2 separate regions of the Gossypium hirsutum genome follow, and region 1 is linked to region 2. Evidence: chromatin contacts called from public Hi-C data. All regions are on one chromosome and are shown on one strand. Each heading gives the region's core, a stretch centred on a gene start, on an enhancer-like site or on the middle of the called end of the contact. The rest is flanking DNA. Distances are from core to core; before and after follow the strand shown.

Region 1 (4,395 bases), core at 1,274-3,773, 610 kb before region 2:
AATTAATCTAAAATTTTTGTTTGAAATAATAATTTAACGTGCCACGTCAGCTTGCAGTTACACTGTTAACGGCTCAGTGACTAAAATGTTATAATGCAATAACATAAGTGACTAAAACGTAACACTTCAAATATAAGTGACTAAAATGTAACTTAAGGTAAACAAAAGTGATTATTTTGGTAGTTTACTTTTTTTTTATAGTTCTAAATATTAATAAAATAATAATTTGAACCAAACTAAATCTATACCTACCTTGTCATAATATAATCCAAATTCCATCCTAACGCATAGACAAACGTAGGTGCTAAAGGCGAAATGAAGAGAAATACAGTAGAGCTTTCTAAGATGTTATCATATGTAGATTGTTTCTTGAAAAAAATAAGATGGCTACTGATTGAAAATGCGCATAAAAGGGTAAAATAATAATGTCATAATCAAATGAAATGAACTGATGATGATCAATAATTGAGGATCATACATGCTACGTCCCCTTAATGCCTTTGAAAACAAGCTTTGTGATTTGGTCAATTCCCTTAATGCAGCATGTGCATGTTGATTGAATGATCCTAATAGGACTTTAGAGCCCTAGATGTGCTGTTTTATTTTTCTCAAGCTGCCATCATGTACTCATTAATGGCTTCCTTTGCAACTCAAAACTCTCAACAGCAGCCCAAAGAAATGAATGAGATACATGTTTAAAATTTTTTCTCAAGTAACTATAGAATGAAAAAGTCTTTCATATACATACATATTAAACTACAATCAAAGGAAGAAAGAAAGAGACACCTAGGAGCAGGATAAAGGGCAGGCATAAATAAAATGAGTCATAATCCTAGCGTCTAAACCCCCAGGCTGACATTGAATATAGAGGTCTTTCTTGCCAGCACATAACCAAACACCCATTCTCTTCTTTCATCTTATAACCATCGTAGTTATTGGTCTGCAGCAACCTTCCTGCCTGCAACATGCCATGGTAGCTTAATGGCACCCTTCCAAACCCGGCCAATTCAAGTCTCAGGATCCATTTCTCCAGCTTTTCATGTCTCTCCTTTCTCTCACCACCCTCACATGCTATAATATTCTTAATTTCCTCTCCGAAAAGCATCTTCTCAACCTTTTGTCGCTCTATTGGTGCTCTTGATACCGTAGACTCTAAGCAGTCAAAGAGCGCAGCATAGAAATTCAATGCTTCTATTACCCTCTCCATTAAAGTAGGACCATTATGGTTGGACTCCTGCTCGGTTACAACCATTACTTTCGGTGACAAGGCCCGAAGAGCGGCTAGAAAGCTCCCCATTTTTGGAGCTGGAGCTAGGGATGATGGAGAAGATGCTATGTCAGAACTTGGGTTGTATATATGGGCTGGTTCTTTCTCAAGCCACTCTCCAAAAGTACGTTGAGTCATCTGCAAAACTCGGGTCTTAGACACCGGTGGGGAGTTAAAGTTCCTTCTAGGCACCTCATCATCTGTTGCCAGGAGAGAATGAAGCTGAAGGACCGAACTGACCGCAAGAGCTTCACCGGTCTTGACACGCAAACTTTCTAAATCAAGATTCTCTAACTTGCAAACTATTGGGTTAAACTGAAATGGAATGTCCAATTTTTCAGCTTCTTCTGTCAACCTAAGTGCCATTTGCTCTAACACCTCTTTCTGCTCATGGATGCCTGTAATTCTCAGATGCGGTGGCCCTTCTGGCCTTGCACTAAATGTCTGAAAAAGATTGATCCATTGAGCAGGCTCACAGGAATTTAGATCTATAATATGAACCATCTTCTCTCCCTCCATAGCTTCTACAATGGCCTGGTTTGTGATAATATATGCAAGTTTTAAGAAAGGGCACAGCTCAAAGAACAGTTTTTGAACAAGAATTTCATCGGGTACCGATGATATTTTCGTGGAATTGAGGGCTTTCTGAAGGCCAGGCCATGCTTTAAGCATTCTATTAGCAAGTGCCTCAGTGAAGTAAGCAGCAATTCTTTGCATGGTATCTCCATCGGGAGAAGCAAGTTGGGATATTTGCTCTAAGCCAATATTGGCATTCTCAAGACTACCAGCAGCTACATGGTTTGCACATGCAACAAGAAGACGAATCAACCATAAACCCCTCTCCTCAGGTTTGAGCTCCCATAGCCATGGGAAAGGGGATCCTATACCAGGAGAGGGTGACATCCAGGGGAAGAACTGAAGTGGTGATGAAGTCACTGGGGATGGTCCCTCTGGAATCATATCTCAGGCCCTCCTGAAACAAACTGAGAAACAGAGGAAAATCCATGATCAAAGAAAATTTAAGCAGCAAAATAAAGAAACACAGACAAGGGAATTACCAGTAAAAGTAGATCAAATTCTCCTCAGGAAAAAAGGGCTGATCAAACAGAGAAATATAGAATCCCCAAATGGGCTTTGAAATTCATCAAAATCCTGGAAGACCCTTGGAAAGTTTTGAGAAGAGTAAAAAAGGCGGGGTTAGTAATAGTTGGTGTGGTGGTCTAAGGTTTTTGTTGGAAATTGAGTGAATTGGAATTAAAGTAGTTGGCTTGAAGGGGTTTTTGTAAGGCAGCTTTGCATTGGGCAACAAAACATGATGTTGGTTTTGTCCTCAATCCTCATTGTTTTGTTTGTCTTTTGGAGGGCTCAGAAGAATATGGAATTTCTTGAAATACATATACAAGGCATTGAGATAGAGCCCTCTGTGTGTGTTGTCGCAATGTGAAGTGGAGCAGGCCAAAACTTGTTATTATGCTCAAACACAGTACAAAGCCAAACATGTCCTACCAAAGCAAAACAACACCCTTCCTTGTTGCTTAGTGAGTGGTGTAGTGGGAATGGCAAGGGAGGCCTTTACATGTGTTTTTTTATTTTTTCAAAAACATTCAATTTTATCTATCCTCGATTTTTATTATGTTGCTTTGCATTTTGTATGATGTTTTAATTAATTTTTTCCGAGTTTTCATTTATGTATTTTAAACATCTTTTTTTGATTTAATAATATTAATTCAATCATTAATTTTATAAGTATTTTTAGTCATAAGGTTGTCAATTTATCTTTATAAACTCAGAAGAGCAACCTCATCAACATGTCAAGCAAGGACAATATTATAATTTTTTTTCTAAAGAGTCAAAAGTAAATTATAAATTTATGAAAGGATCAAAATGTAATTTTATTATTGTATTAACTTAAAATTTTATAATTTTTAAAGAAATTAAACTATAAATTTATTATTTTCTAAAGAGATCATAATTGAATTATAAATTTTTGAACAAACTAACATGCAATTTTTACTATTGTATTAATTGAAAATTTTACTATCTTTAAAATGAAGGCACCTACAAAATTAATTTAATTGAAAAAGTTTTTCTCATGTTTATTTATGCCATATAATAGTAAAAATTATTAGATTTAATACTCCAAATCAACATTTTTTATTTTTTTTGCTTTTCAAAACTCAAAGGGCATATATACTTGAGGGGGGGAGGGGCTTCTTCTAGCATTAGGACAAAGAGAGGAGGAAATTTTGAGAAAAGCCAAAAGTAGATGAGAAGATTTTCAACTTCAAGGGGGATGGTGTGGTCTTGGTTTGGAATGTGTCTTATCCTCATACATCGTTTCCCACAAAATGTTTTAGCATGGAATGAGGGGTTTTTAATCAAATTAAATAAGCCACATAATCATGGCTTAATGATTAATCACATCATCATCTAATTGATTAGCTAATTTTTGTTAGTGGGAGTTCTGATGTCCACTTACCTCATAATCATGTTTTGTTCTTGTTGTTGTACCCTTCTTTACCGCCTTCCATTTGGGCAGCAAGAGTGTATGTCTTTGTACTAGTCAAATACATGCTCCAAAATCAAGCATAAGAAATTAAGGTGGTTGAACACGTCACTTTTAAAGAGAATCATTTGGTACAAGAAAAATAAGTAAATGGACATTGCCCAATCACCAATAAACTCTTTTAACCCTTAACTCCATGGACATGTAGATATAGGTTTTGGTTGTCTTTCAACTTCCTACTTGTTTTCTTCTATTTGTATCTAATGTGGTTGCCCATATTTTGATGGCTAAATTTGCAAGAATTGCCACTATCATCACTTTCCGATTCGATCACTAAGTCAGTTAAAAATATATGATCGTATGTTTGGCCTCCAAACTCAGTTTTTTATTGGCTGTTGGTGTAAGAAATGATTCCACATTCTACCAACCAGAGTTGATAGCGTTTGATAACTAGCTTATTTTGTCCTTATTTATATTATGGTCTAACAATGTGCTTACCTTTACCCTACCCTATTTTTCACATGTAACGTAACCTCAAATATGTTATTTTGAACTATCAATAACTTTATATAAAAAAGTCAAATTCTAGTATGGATCCAGTCCATATGCTATAATTTAGTCA
Region 2 (4,525 bases), core at 1,030-3,529:
TGTAGTAGCATTTGCAGCTGCTACAGGATTGTTATAAATAACTTTATCGGTAGCTATTATCCCAGCAAACTTAGCAAAGTTGAAATCTTTCTTAATGGTATATGTTCTAGGGAATCTCTTGGAACTCTGATGAATCTCTTATTGCTTATGTTGCTGATGAGCCATCTCCCTGCAAGCCTTCGTTTGATTGTCAGGGTTACAAGGTGCTGCAAAAGTTAAAGAATGTATGATAAGTATTCCGTAATACAGCTCAGGTGTTGATGAGCTCAAGAAGCGGTTGGCACCTCTTAGAAATCCATAAACCAAAAATATAAAAGTTAAAACTCCAGTTTTTACTTCATTAAATCATTGATGTTATTCCTTAGAATTATCATATCTGCAAGTTGGTAATTTTGTTTTGTAGATATGACAATAATGATTCATGTTTCCACAAGGTAATAGATACCTCCATGTAACTTTGATATAATTGTGTATGGTATACATGTCGATACCGAATTTTTGATATTCTTCTCTTATTATGGTACCGACTATATCTATCATGATACAAATGTCTGAGAAATGCAGAATGCATAAACCTCAAACGTTACTTATTAGTAAAATTTAACTATCAATTACCAAAGTTGATTTCGATTTTAAACAAATTAAAAGGAATACCAAAATAAACCAAAAAAGAGAATGAATCTAATAATTCAATTCAAAAAATTTCTGGAATAAATTTTTTGTAAGATGCTGGTGAGAATAAAACATCTACAATTGAGATTGTAAGTTATTAAAAACATCGTTTGAAAATAAATTGTTAATATTATATTAAAATTATTATTAAATATTATTAATAATTATATTAAAAATATTATTAAATTATATATTATTTTATTAAATTATATTTAATAATAATTATATTATAATATGATTAAAATATTTATTTTTATTTTTATTAAAATATTTTAACAATAATCTTATTAAAATTTAATAAGAATAACCTTCTATTTACAAAAATTCTGTTAAAAATACTTTATTCATTTAAACTTTTTTACTTATACTATTATATCTATTTTATTCAATCAAACACAAAAATCTTACCACAACTCTAATTAATTTAATTAGAGCTCTAATGGAACGTACCCTTATATCTTTTAGCCTCAACCCCCAGACATACCCTTGTATCTTTTAGCCTCAACCCCTACCATCACGCCTCTTTTCCAAAAGCAACAAAACTTCCCTACATCATCATTTCCTCTTCTTTTTTTAATTAACAGTAAGAAACACTTGCTTTCCTCTAAATCTGATTTTTTTTGTTGTATACTTCAACGGTCATGATCTGTGGGATATGGGAGGTAATTCTAGTATTACTGAAACAAAGTTACAGATTACAGACCTAAAACTCTGTACACAATAATTTTACAAATTCAAAAAAAAAAAAGAAAAAGAAAAGCAAGTTACAGGTAGCAGCAGATAAAACCTAAAGCTGACGGTTTTCGGCTCTAAGGAGACCTCCCATTTCAAATCTGCAGGAATCGATCTACCTTGGTTGGTGAATATTCCTCGGACTCACTTTCACATTCACGATCTTGGGCGCTTTCTCAAGAAACCTAGGTGACTCACTCACAACTCGCCCCTTCCGCCATTTGAATGCTCCAACGGGTAATAATTCCTTTTGAGTATCTTCTTCCTTCCCTTCACCTAAAACCCCAGAAACAAAACAGGAAAAAAAAGGGGGTGAGATCCGAGTTAAATATACTCGGTTGACTCGGGCGAGTTAAACAAGTAACTTACGGGTAGGGTCAACGAAAAAGTCGTCGTAATCGTCAAAGACGGCATCAAGATCGTCGGGGAAAAGAAGATCGGCGTCGTCGTTTTGGGGATCGTGGAAACGTTCTTGAAGCCAGTAGTCGCGGAAACACGGGGAGGATTGGACGAGAGACCACCACTCATCAGAGAAATCCTCGACCGTCCGGTACGCTAACGGAACAAACAATGGAGCGTTGGGATTCAAAGTTGAGAAAGAAGATGGTCGTTGAGAGAGAATCTCCATTTGCAATTCTAAAGCTTTTGTCGTACAATGGAAAAGAGATAAGGATAAGATCAAGTATGTGTACACACTGAATATATATAGGGGATAAGCTTACTAAATGAACCCGGATTTTCATATTATTACACTTATGACACTACATTTGTTGACAAAAGTAAAGCTGTGGAAATTTTTTGCATTAAATATTGAATAAATGTAGAATGGCAAGATTGAAATATGTGGCAATTAAAGGGTAAATGACAGCAACGTTTCTGCAAGGAGAATAGGCATTGATTTTAAGCCTAAAGACGCGATCTGATATGCAATCAAATAATATAAAATATTCAATCGTTTAGGCTTTGATTGCTTTGGTTGACATGAAAGCTGGAAATTAGTGAAAATGAAAATTTTGTTGGTAAAAGTATTTTTATATTAAGGAGTGAATTATATTTTCTGAGTTAATTGGTTTTTAAATATTAGATTAAAATGTAAATTAATTTTTTTTTAATTTATTTAATTTTATTATTAAAATTTTATTATTATTTTTCAAAATAAGGTGTACATGTGGTATATTATATGTAATTGTTTAGTTATTTTATCAGTAATGTCAGTTTTTAATAATAGAAATGGATAATTTTTTTAATAGAAATAATAAATTTACTCTTTGATTTAATGTATAAAAATTAATTTACTTATTTTTTGAATGAAAAAGATAAAATGTAATTTAATTTCTTTTACCAACTTAGTGATTAAGATATAAAGTAAGTAAATAATCTTAAATTTTGATCGTTTGATTTGTTAAATTTTATCTTATTATTTTCTTCCTTCATATCAGCAAACTAAGATTTTTCTTTCGGAAACATCAAAAAGAGTTTGTGTTAAAAAATCTAATTGAATAATTAATTATATAAAAGATTAACATAACTTTTTATTAAATTATAAATTAAACATAATTTTTTAAAACTTTTAAATAGAAAATAAAATGCGTAAAATTATATTAGTTAATGACTAAAAATATAATTAATGCATAGTTAAAAAGTTTAAAGTTATGATTATAATTTAAAAAGTTTAAAGTTATGATTATAATGAAACTTTTTAGTAGGCTCTCAAATTTTTATGCTATTGTTTTTAATTAAATGATTTCTTTTTCACTCAAAATCGTGCAGTCTCACATCATTGGCGATTGTGATTTAAATGGGAATTATTTTATAAAAAATATTTATTTTAATTCAAATAAATTTTTCTAACTCTACTTAAATAATTTTTTTTTTCATTTGATGCTATAAAACTTCATTTGAATGAAATCTATATAATTATATATAAAAGGAAAGTACCTTTCTTATGCTGTCACTTGGCAATCTAATGCTGTCCTTTTTCTTGTTTCTTTTTTGGTATTTTATAAAAATGGTTAAATATAAGATTTAATCCCTCTAACATGCTTAATTTTGAAATCTAATTTATATGCTTTAATTTTAACATAATTTGGTATTTATACTTTTATAATATTTTAATTAGTCTAAATAGTTAATATAATTAACTCTTCGGTAAAAATATTACATGATTATATATAATTTGAATACCCTAATAGTTTTAGAGATTGACAAGTGACTTTCAATTTCTTTTAGGTTCGCATCGCCTTTTTTTTTTACATTATAAGACAATGGTCAAATTTTAATTTTGGCGTCTAAACTATGTTGAAACTTGAGATTTAATCTATATACTTTACTTTTTGACATAATTCAGTTAATTTATTTTTATAATATCATTAATTAGTCTGGATAGCTAATATTGTTAATTATTTCAATCAAAATTCCAATACCAATACCAATTTTTCTCAAGAATACTATTCTAATACAAAAAAATTATTTTATCTTGATGGTTTCAAATAAGTATTTTTAAGAATTTAATAGAACAATTTTAAGGGTTGTAATAACTATTACACCTAAATTTTTTAAATTTAAAAAATAAATGATCATATTCTAAAAAATTAAAAATATGAGAATTAAATTTTAAATGTATAAAGTCTCTAAATATTTTAATTTTATAATTTAATAGTGAGACACAAACCATACTAATTCAATTAATAAAATAAAAAGAACCCAGGTCAAGCCGACCCATATCATCACATCTGCAGTGCCCATGGTTTTGATAAAGACCAGAGTTTTGTCGATTGTGATCAACGGTTAGATTTCTGAGAGTGTGAAATGCTTGCCACGTGCAGTTATATGAGATTGATATCAGACATCAGGCCACGTAATTCATTTCTTCTCATCTTTGTTATCCCCCCATCCTAGATATTAACAATATAATATCATAATGTTAAATTTGGAGTTATTTCACGTGCGCCATCCATCCCTTACATACGCAAATGCATATTACATATTTACCCCTATTTAAAAAAAAAAAGAGAGAGACTGAGAGTGAGAGTTGATGGAAATAAATAGTACTGCAAACCAGAATGTAGAGGGTATGCGGGGTTTTCGTGATACTGCACTCTAGCATGCCCCTCTACCTATC

The links. A called contact is a pair of places that touch in the nucleus more often than the background predicts.
Region 1: a Hi-C map of leaf shows a contact between it and region 2, with 2.8 times the contacts expected there. The contact joins the promoter of LOC107896304 here to the promoter of LOC107957166 in region 2. A contact is called at or near these places in 3 of 34 Hi-C or Micro-C datasets (anther, callus and leaf).

What each region holds. Positions count from the first base shown.
Region 1 is chrA05:81,507,566-81,511,960 of Gossypium_hirsutum_v2.1, reverse strand. It overlaps LOC107896304 (scarecrow-like protein 3), which reads right to left and starts at 2,523. Exons shown (of 2, transcript XM_016821449.2): 1 at 2,326-2,523; 2 at 695-2,250. The coding sequence starts at 2,227. The coding sequence ends at 833.
Region 2 is chrA05:80,901,682-80,906,206 of Gossypium_hirsutum_v2.1, reverse strand. It overlaps LOC107957166 (protein EARLY RESPONSIVE TO DEHYDRATION 15), which reads right to left and starts at 2,279. Exons shown (of 2, transcript XM_016892613.2): 1 at 1,774-2,279; 2 at 1,320-1,680. The coding sequence starts at 2,032. The coding sequence ends at 1,520. LOC107957165 (acylamino-acid-releasing enzyme) reads left to right here. Exons shown (of 5, transcript XM_016892608.2): 5 at 111-502. The coding sequence ends at 219.